2 separate regions of the Hordeum vulgare genome follow, and region 2 is linked to region 1. The links are chromatin contacts, called in public Hi-C maps. All regions are on one chromosome and are shown on one strand. The core of a region is the stretch at or near the end of the contact, and the rest is flanking DNA. Distances in the headings are between cores, read along the strand shown. Region 1 holds the start of LOC123398658 (heat stress transcription factor B-1-like). Region 2 holds the start of LOC123398679 (disease resistance protein RGA5-like).

Region 1 (4,592 bases), core at 456-2,955:
TCTTGACTGCTCCGTACCAGGTCGCTTAGGTGAAGATCTTCCCCTTTTTTTTCTTGAACTAGCACACGCTCGATCCAAGCTATGAGTACATACATCACAGATGAATAGAAATTGCACAATAGTGATTAGTAGATCTTAATTGTATGGGCTACTTTCTTCTAATCAATTTATTATACGGATGCATGTGAGTGGATAAATCCTTGTATGACCAGAGAAAGGAAATCAAATAAGTGTTCTCCTGATTGTTTTCTCCCGTGCGGATGCATGTATGCGGATCCCGTGCGGATGCATGCATGCTGATCCTTTTGTTGTGGACGAATAGGAACTGATTCGTCGCCTTTGTTGAAGGAACACATCCCTAGTTCGATGATCCGGCTCCTCGTCCAGGCATCGGCAGCCATCGGCCCCAATGGCATTGCTGTTTCCATGCAGTCGGCCTCTTCGTGATTGAATCGATGAAGAGATGAAGAAATTCTCGTAAGAAAACACAATGGATCAGATCTTCTTACTCAGTATCTTTTAATCGCAAGAAGACAACCAAAATTGATTAATCTCATGCATGCTCCGAGGCGCTGTTGCTGCATGTCCCTGCGCAATCGTGCCATCACGTGATTTTGTTGCCACTGTGATCGGCCGATTGAGTGGCGTTGTGCTGCCGCGCTGGATTGAGCGGCGTAGTGGTCGAGCGTCTTAGCGCATACACGCGACAGATCTTTTTTTCTGTCGTCAATTTGCTCTCTTGGTAGAGCCTATGCGTTGATAACGTGTTGTAGAAAGAATGCAAAGGGACAAATAAAGAATCTAAATGATGCAGTAATTTTATTGCAATGTGAAAGACCTACTTATATACAAAATGAAAGAATGTGTATTGGGAAGACATCTTTACCCCTACGAAGGCATCACTTTTATACAATTGATCACATGTTTTATTTGTCAACCCAAGCCAAAGGTTTCCCACAGGTCGTTTCCTTTGATCTGGGCAGATGTTATATTTCCCTTGAAAATTACAGGCCGTGGATACTTTCCTGTGAAATTTACAGTGCTGATTCCTGCTTACAGGGAAATAATCCGGTGGAAATCGGACCTACAGAATTCCTGTGCACCGAACGCGGCCTGAATCTTCCAGGAACTACAGCTGCTGTAGGCGAGAGAAACGTCCAGAGAAAGAAGCGTGCACTCAGCCGGTTGTGTTTTGTGCACCGTTTTCCGTCGTCTGTGGCGTTGGGTTGGGATTGATAAAGTTGAGTCAGACTAGAAGGATACATGCAGATACAGGTGGCACGAGACCGAGAGGAGGAAGAGGACAAACCGATCGGGATCGGCGATGGATGGATGCAAACGGGCAAAGCCGCCACCGAATCGAGAAAATCCGCTTTCGATGCCGTCGCTTTCTCCCCGGAAAAAAAAAAACCCAAAAGAAAGATAAGGGAACGGAACGGAGAAGAAATTCCGGTCCCGACATTTCTCGAAGCGTTAGAAGCGGCCCAGGTGCGTTGACGAAAGCACACCCGATTCCTCCTCGCCCGCCCCCCGCTGCCTCCATGCACCCGTCCCACCATACGCCATGGACAAACCCGCGACACCCACGCGGCCGCTAGTCTTGTCTGGTCCACGGTGGACGCCGTCCACGGAGCACGGCAGAGCGCGCAGCGGCCACGACTCTTGGGGAAGCTTCTTATTTGGACCGGCCGGGCCGGGAGCGAGCACGCACGCACGCACGCACTCAAAGCCAGTCAGAGCCCCGGGCCGAAAGCAGCCTCCGCTCGCGCTCGCGCCGCGCTCCCGACGTCGTGCGGTGCCGAGCCCCCCTCGCCGCCTCTCCGTCGACCTTTATATTCTGCGCTGCTGCAGGGGCGGGCGGGGCTAGCGGAGGTAGAAGAAGGGAGGAGAGTCGAGGCGTCGTGGTGGTGACCACGGACAAAACCCGGCTGAAGGGAGGCGGACGCACCACCGTGCCGGTTACATGGGAGGAGGCCGCGGTGTCGTCACCGGGTTCTACGTCTGGGGCTGGGAGTTCCTCACCGCGCTCCTCCTCTTCTCCGCCGCCGTCTCCTGCTAGCTAGCTTCTCCATCCATCCTTGATTATACTCCAATCACGTACATACATACATACATACATACACACAACAAGCTTATTAGTATTAGGTAGAGAGGCATCTGTTACTGTTAGGTGATTATTAAGCGGGCGGGGATGGCCGGGGCGGCGGCGGCGCAGCAGCAGCAGCAGAAGGGTGGCGGCGGCGTTGTGATGAAGGGAGGCGGCGGAGGGCCGGCGCCGTTCCTGACCAAGACGCACCAGATGGTGGAGGAGCGCGGGACGGACGAGGTGATCTCGTGGGGGGAGCATGGGCGGTCGTTCGTGGTGTGGAAGCCGGTGGAGCTCGCCCGCGACCTCCTCCCGCTCCACTTCAAGCACTGCAACTTCTCCTCCTTCGTCCGCCAGCTCAACACCTACGTACGTAACCACCCTCCTCCAAACTAACACTGCCTTGCAATACTCTACTCTACTCTACCTCTGCCTTCACTAAATTAATCACTCCCATCTGCACTCTACTTCTTGCTTGTTCTTTATTATGTGATTTTTTTCTCTCTCTTTGGTGAGTGATTAGAGATTCGAGATGAAGTGATCGATATCCATCCTAGTGGGTTGCACCAGAAGAGATTAGATTAGATTAGATTAGATGAGATGAGATGAGATGCGCGCGGCAGCTCCCAGACAACACGCCCCTGACGTGTCCACGGAAAGCTCCCGGTCCTTGTACTAGCTTTTGTTCTCCACACGACATAGTGCGTACTCACGCTACGTAGCAGTGATTTTGCTGTCTCAACTCGCAACCGTACACGTCCTAGAATGGATCCGCTGCTAGGATCGCCACATATGGCTAGCCAGCGCTCATGTTGCACTGTGTGCGGTGGGGTCTCCGTTCAAAAGCGCGTTTGGACTTTGGACACAGCGAACGGGTGAACCATCTCGAGCTAGTAGCTTATAACTACACCCTCTGTGCAGAACAGACGCACGGAAGAAGGTGACATCTTGAAAAAAGAGGCTATGCTAGCTAGGCCGTTTGTTGGAACAATATGGAGGAAAGATGACACTCAAAAGGGCCCTTCTGGTCGACCTAAAACGTAGAAAACGAGCAAAGCGTTTTGCTTGTCGTGTTTGCCATGCCAACGATGTATAGAGGAGCCTCTTCGTGCATGCTGACCGTTGACAGGGTCGTAGGTAGCAACAAAATTAGCTACGTACGTGTGCGCCAACTCAAAAAAAAGAAAAAGAAAAAAAAACTACCCGTGCGTGTGCCGTCTGCAAGTCAACAAACCATTTCAGTTTCCCACGCTTTGATAATATAATTGGATCGTAGCTGCTTGGAAAACAGAGAGAAAAGACGACAGTACAGCTTCGAGGGTGATGCAAAAAACGCGGCCAGTGCTGGGTGGTGATGTCGCCTTCGCCTTTTCCTTTTGACAAAATGTGTGGCCGGTTATCTGGACGTGACGGTCACCCATACCATAAGTGTGCAAATGATCGAAAGGACGGACGCGGCACCACGCAAGAAATGGAAGCCAACAGGTTCCATTAAAAGCAAAATTAGTGCTCGGCCATCATCGTTTGACACCCCACCGGAGGACCTACATATGTGACCGGCACCTTGCAGGCACAAGGTTGGGGTTCTGAGCTAGTGCGTCCTCACTTGTGATTCCACGGGGGCTGGAAGCTTCGTGGAACTTTCGACCGGATATTTTCGTGCATTCTTCTCGAAACTACCGTAGTTTTTTTTCTTCTTTTTGCGACAAGGACTCTGATCTATAGAAATTTATAGGTTCAAAAAAGAAATTTATAGGTTCTTTAGACATACACATACACATTGGATAACTAAAGCTCATGGTGTATACTTACGCAGTGCACATTCATCACATACGCATCGAGATATGTTCATCTCTCGGTAGTCAAAAAGGAAAAAAATCTTCAATACATTGTTTCCGCGAGGAAATTCTCTACAGAACGAATTCTTGGGGGAATAAATCTTCAAGCAAAAGAGGCCCTTCAACTACTCCACATTGAATTGGAAATGCTACGAAAGGAGGTCGCTAGCGTTAGATTTATGCAGAGTATTGCTTTATTTCAAAAGTGAGCGATGCTTCAGAAATCACGGTCAATTTATTTGTCATCCAGAAAAATACGCCCCCCCCCCCCTCCAAAAAATAAAACATAGTCAAAGTATGTTAGCATTCAGGAAACTATGGTGAAAACAGCAAAAGAAAAATCCCCAAAACTTAGTCAAAGTTGCAACGAGAGATTATGCGGAATAAAGACCTTTTACGATAGAGAGAGAAAAGCAACAATTGATTGCAACCCAAATATATTTAAAAACTTATTTTTCACTTATTATGATCGCAACAAAGAACGTCTTGTATAGTTTGTTGTAGGATTCAGTAAGCCATAATTTCGTTTATGTGGGTTTTCTTAGTTTTTAGAATACCATGCTTCAACGACAAGAAAAATCAGCCAGCTCAAGGTAAACAGAAAGAATCACATCATTTAAACTGATCTTATTGTTCTCACTTAATATGTTGCGTTCCTAATTTGCCCT
Region 2 (5,297 bases), core at 393-2,892, 490 kb after region 1:
ATGTTATTACAACCAATCTATGAGAACATTGGTTGTAATAACATCTTATATTATAGGACGGAGGGAGTAACAACTTATGTAACATGGACTAGCTCTGTAAAACCTTTTAAGCCTAGTTCAACTCCTGTTATTCAAACCATTAAAAACTGCACTGAAGTTTAAAATTGAAGTTCAGATATGAAAGTTTTAACATACAAAGTAGAATTTTAATTTCTTATATCTTTATTTCTACAGGAACTTGAACCAAAGACCTCCTGAAGTTGTTCCACTGCTAGGAACATGGACCGCACCCAAAACTGGATATCAGTTGAGCAAGCATCGATGACATGCTAAACTCATAAAGTTTAACAAGTTAAATGGTAAAGTTGATGCTTAGATTCGTACCTCTTGTTTAGAAGAAAATCCCTTAGCTCGCCGATGAGTTGTGCTTCACCCCACATCGCTTCATTGATGCTACTATACCTGTGCTTGTCAAGTTGATGAAGAATGTTTTTGAAAATCTTCTCCATGTTCGGATTAAGAGACACGGAAACAAAAGCCCCGCAATCGAATTGTGATTTAAGCTTCTGATACACCGCATTAGCAAGAGTTGTCTTGCCTAACCCCCCGAAACCAACAATGGAGACAATCTTGAGCTGCTGCTTCGACGCCTCGTCCACCTCCTCGGTCATCGTCTCGACTAGCTCTCGGATCTTCTCTTCGGTGCCGACGAGCTCCGTCTCCGTTTTGTAGAGAGCCGACAGGCGAAGGCTATCAACGCTTGTGACGACAGGCTGTTCAACAGCCTTGTCAACCTTATACCTATCGCGCCGTGCGCTGACCTCCGTGATGCGGCTCTTGATGTGCCTGACCTCGGTGCCGATCTTGTGGCGCGTCTTGGCCCTCGTCAACAGGTCGATGCCCCTGTGGATGAAACCCATGAAGCTCTGCGCCTTCTCCTCCGCACGGCCGTCGAGATGCACCATGAATCTGTCGACGCTGTCCTCGATTTCGTACGACAGGTCCTTGACGTCCCTGGCCCAAAGCCTGACGAGTTTACTAGGGGGGTGGTCAACCGGGGCCTCTGAAACCTCGACGAGAGCGGCCTCCATCCTCTCCAGCTCGGCAGTGAGGAACAGGATCTCGCCCCTCACCTTCCTGTGCAGGTTGTACTCCTCCTTGAGCATGCTGCCCAGCTTGGGCAGGAGGGTGCTCATGGCCCCCGTCACGATCTCCATCCTCGATTGCTAGCTCGCGCTGGGCTGTGCGCCGGCGGCTCTCCGGGAGCACCTCCCTGCTCGGCTTCAGAGCTCAGAGTTCGGAGGGGAAGCTGCAAAATCCGAGGACGAAAACCCGAAATCAAACCATGGGGATAGGAGTATAGGCGCAACGGGCAACACGGAGATCGAAACCACCGGACCTGTGGCAAGTCAAGCGGAGGCGGCGACTCCTGGGAAGCTCACCGGCCTGCTGGCGAAGCTATCGGCGACGAAGCCACACACTGCAGCACCAGGATGGATGGATGGATGGATGGGTGGGAGGATGCGGGGAATGGCAATAAATGGCGCCACATCACCGGAGGAAGTCGACCCGCAGGCCGCAGTGGAGACGCGCGCGCGAGCAGTGCCGGCCGACGGCGACCGCATGGTGCGATCTGCCAGCCCACGCCACCGGCGCGGGGTCCAGTCCTGGGGCCCACCCAGTGAACCATGTCCCAAAGTCGGACAAATAGTCAAGTTTTTTCTTTCTTCGCTAGGTGGAAACACGAGAAAATAGTCGTGACGGAGAAAGCCCCCAGATCGAGCGCTGCTGAACCGTCTGATCTCTTCGCCCTTTCTTTCCCGACGAGCACCGGATCCCCGCGCGTTGCTGGCTTGCTGCCCGTCTCAACCATTTTCCTCGTCGTTGCGTCGTCATCGTCGGATCCCCGCCAAGCACGGCCATGGCTGACACGGCGCCTCTGCCGGTTGCATATCTTCCTCATGTGGTTGTAACATCGGGTGCGAGAGAAATTTTCAGGGTCATAGTTGAATATGTCTAAGAGTATCTATAGTCGAAGGTCTCAAACCCGTCTTAAACGTCCAAACAGATGACCTAATCATATTCGATCACAAAAAAGCAATCCAGACACGCTCTTCAAATGGACCTCAAGCATCTGGCCTTACCGAAATTCGATATATCCATCCCAAGGCGAGGATATGGGGCGCCCAAGCACGTTTGGACGTGTCCGTCATGCCGGACTAACGAAGGGGTCCTACGCGAAGTCGGCCGAAAACCGGACGGTCCGACGTACAACACCTTCGATGTGGGTGTGAACGCCATGTGACACCACGTCGGCTCGCCGTCCGAGGCCAAATCCAGCTATTTAACCGGTTGGCGTCCCCTAACCCTAGCCAAATCCACCTCCCTCTCCGTACCGCCAGCTCGAGCCCATCCACATCCTATCTTCCACTCCGCTGTTCATCCCACGTTGCCCGGCTTCGCAATCGCCCGACAGAAGAAGACTACACAAGAAATGCTCAAGTCGGAACGCCGCTTCCAGATCGAGGAGCAAAACCGGACGAGGCGTTCCGCCCTCATCACTGTCGGCCTGCCTACGGACTCGTCAGATCCGGAGTAAAAGAAGGAGGAGCAGCAGCAATATCCAGTTCCAATGAAGGACATGAATACGAGGAGGGACCTGGCTCCGGCTACGGGCTTCAACATGGAAGACGCGGAGGTGGAGTTCGCGGTCGCCCAAGCGGACGAGATGATGGAGTAGCATGCCATGCTATAGTCCATCTAGGATGAGGCCTATGTGGAGGCAAACCGGCACTTCATCCTGCAGGAGCGGGCGGCGAACGATGCTCTTTGTGTCGAACTCGACTCGGAGGCAGAGGAAGATGTAGAGAAAGCGGAGGCGGGGTAGCCTGAGCTGCAGCTGCCATCCATGTACCCGGAGCCGGGCACGAAGATAGCGGGCATCTCCAATGAGGATTAGGATAGTATAGAATAGTTGATCTACGTGCATGCTTTTATATGGATTTATGGTTTATCATATGAGGTATCTGAATGCAGATCATCAAATTTAAGACTTAAGATGTCAGTGTCCATGGATGCACGAGACAGTCTCCGATATCAGTTTTGCAAAGCCCTAATTTAGATACTCTAAGAGCATTTACAACCGTATTTGATAAATCCGACCACTCAAACGCATGCACAGTCCTCAAATAATGCATTTTACAACCGGTTGCCTTAAATTAGAAACTTCAAATCTATATTATTACATACAACATAAACCTAATACAAGCGGAGCTCATCTAATTCCGCCATGTCCATGCCCAGCAGCCAGCTTCGCCCCTTGTAGTGTCGGTCCGGTCACCGGTGAAGTAGAGTAGGACATGGAACACTAGCCGGCTCACGAGAGTCGAGCTCCTACCGTCTCCCATGCCTTACTCTTCCTCGTCGGAGCTCGTAACCCTGAAAGGAGAAGATGTCCATCATGATGTGGTTGCGGCGCCCGCCCGGTGCATTGTACGGAACGCGGAGAATGTGACTCCACCTCTCCAACGTCCATCGCCGCAATGGCTCCCGTCGCCTCCCATGTCTGATGCATGGCATAGTGGGCACTCCGCGCCATGATAGCGTCTGAGGACGCCCATGGTGCATCCTCGGCGCGCCAACAGAGGGGTTGCACGTCTGCCACAACGTTCGGACGCCAGATGGACCGCACCGTCTTCGGTGAGGCAGCGACGCCGGATCCAAGCATCGGTTGTGCTGATTCAATAGATTCCCGATGTTGTGAGTCCGAGTGTTGCCGTCGGGCGACCGCCTCCCGGGAACGGCGAAGCGCAAGCCGGACGACCATCTCCTCCTCGGGGTCGCGTGGGATGAGCTCGTGATAGATGGATCTGGAGATGAAGGACTCGGATCCGCTGCCCACCATGCCGAAGAAGTCCGGAGATCGCCAAAAATGAACTTGGGTGGCGTGTGGGAGTGGAGAGAAGGAAAGTAAAGTAGCTAGGGTTTGATCCGATGAGGGGATGAAGACAAATATATATAGGGTCAATGCGGACCATCGCGGACTAGACTGACGTGACGGGCATGCCCGAACGCCCCATATCCACCGCTCGAATGGCCCGTCGAGGCGTTTCAGACAGATATAAGGAGTCCGGCTGTAGATGCTCTACAACCGGAACTTGCAAATTTGGCCCCTCAAACTCCCACGGACATGACCGATCAGTGACCGGGCGTGTCCATTTTAAACCCTACTTTTTTTGTCTGCGCAGCCGCACCTCTCATATTTTTCCTCATATGTCCGATCACTTGTACGTGACTGGTGAAGAAGAAAAAAAGCGAAAAAAATGAATAAAGAAATAGAAAAGATGATCCGGGATGGGATCACATCCTACGTGACGGATTGACCAGGCGTGCGCGGATGCGTCTAAAAGGATTAACATCGTCCTCGTATCCCGAATATTTGAAACAAGTTTAAGAGGTTGGGTTGCTTTACCAATCACATTTTTATCACGTCCATTCCGCCGTTTCTGGCGGCACCGGGGCCGGGATTGCGCAAGTACCAAGGCAGGGCGTTTGCCGTGCGCGAGTACCAATCGAAGCCTCCTCGGTCGCGTTGACACGCATCCGCGCCGAGATGCTGCTGGACTGAGATCCCGTGCCCCGCTCAAGGCAGGGCACGCTGTGCCCTGAGGCCCACGATCCACCATCTGCTCCCCATCCGACGGACTACAGCGAGTCAACGAAAAATAGGACCAACCTGCTCGATCCGAAACGAAGCGACAGTGATCCGGGAACTGTCGTGGAGCTGTGCCGTCGTCGCCGCCGTGGGAAAGGGCGCCATGGGATCTCCGACAGCGGCCACTGGATAAACGGCGCTGACAATCCCCTCCGCCCCACGTCGTCTTCTCATCCCCGCCCCGCTCCGACGAGCTCCGACGATCGCTCCGCCCTCCCGCCCTGCTCCGACAACCGCGTCCGCCCTCCCGCCCCGCTCCGACGAGCTCCGACGACCACGTCCCCTCAAGGCTGGCGTCCCCTTCCTCTGTTCCACGCGCGACGACGCGAGGCGAGCTGCTGGTCCCGTCGCCAAGGGGAAGGGAGACGAGCTCCTCCGGCTGCTCCTCCAGGACATGTCTGTACAACACACTAACAGCAAATTCAGTTAGCAGTTAGCACCGGACAACTCCAGGATACAAAATTCAGTAAAATGAAAATAGAGACAGCATCAATAAAGTGTTTAATCTGCAGAATTTAGTACCGAAAATGAACTGAAGAAGAGTTGAACTGGGGCATTCGTTATACAATCAATTAGAAAATAA

The links. A called contact is a pair of places that touch in the nucleus more often than the background predicts.
Region 2: a Hi-C map of seedling shows a contact between it and region 1, with 2.1 times the contacts expected there. The contact joins the promoter of LOC123398679 here to the promoter of LOC123398658 in region 1. A contact is called at or near these places in 2 of 6 Hi-C or Micro-C datasets (leaf and seedling).

Annotation. Positions count from the first base shown.
Region 1 is chr5H:459,849,774-459,854,365 of MorexV3_pseudomolecules_assembly, forward strand. LOC123398658 (heat stress transcription factor B-1-like) reads left to right here and starts at 1,706. Exons shown (of 2, transcript XM_045093110.1): 1 at 1,706-2,455. The coding sequence starts at 2,192.
Region 2 is chr5H:460,342,408-460,347,704 of MorexV3_pseudomolecules_assembly, forward strand. LOC123398679 (disease resistance protein RGA5-like) reads right to left here and starts at 1,643. Exons shown (of 4, transcript XM_045093127.1): 1 at 1,400-1,643; 2 at 385-1,309. The coding sequence starts at 1,217.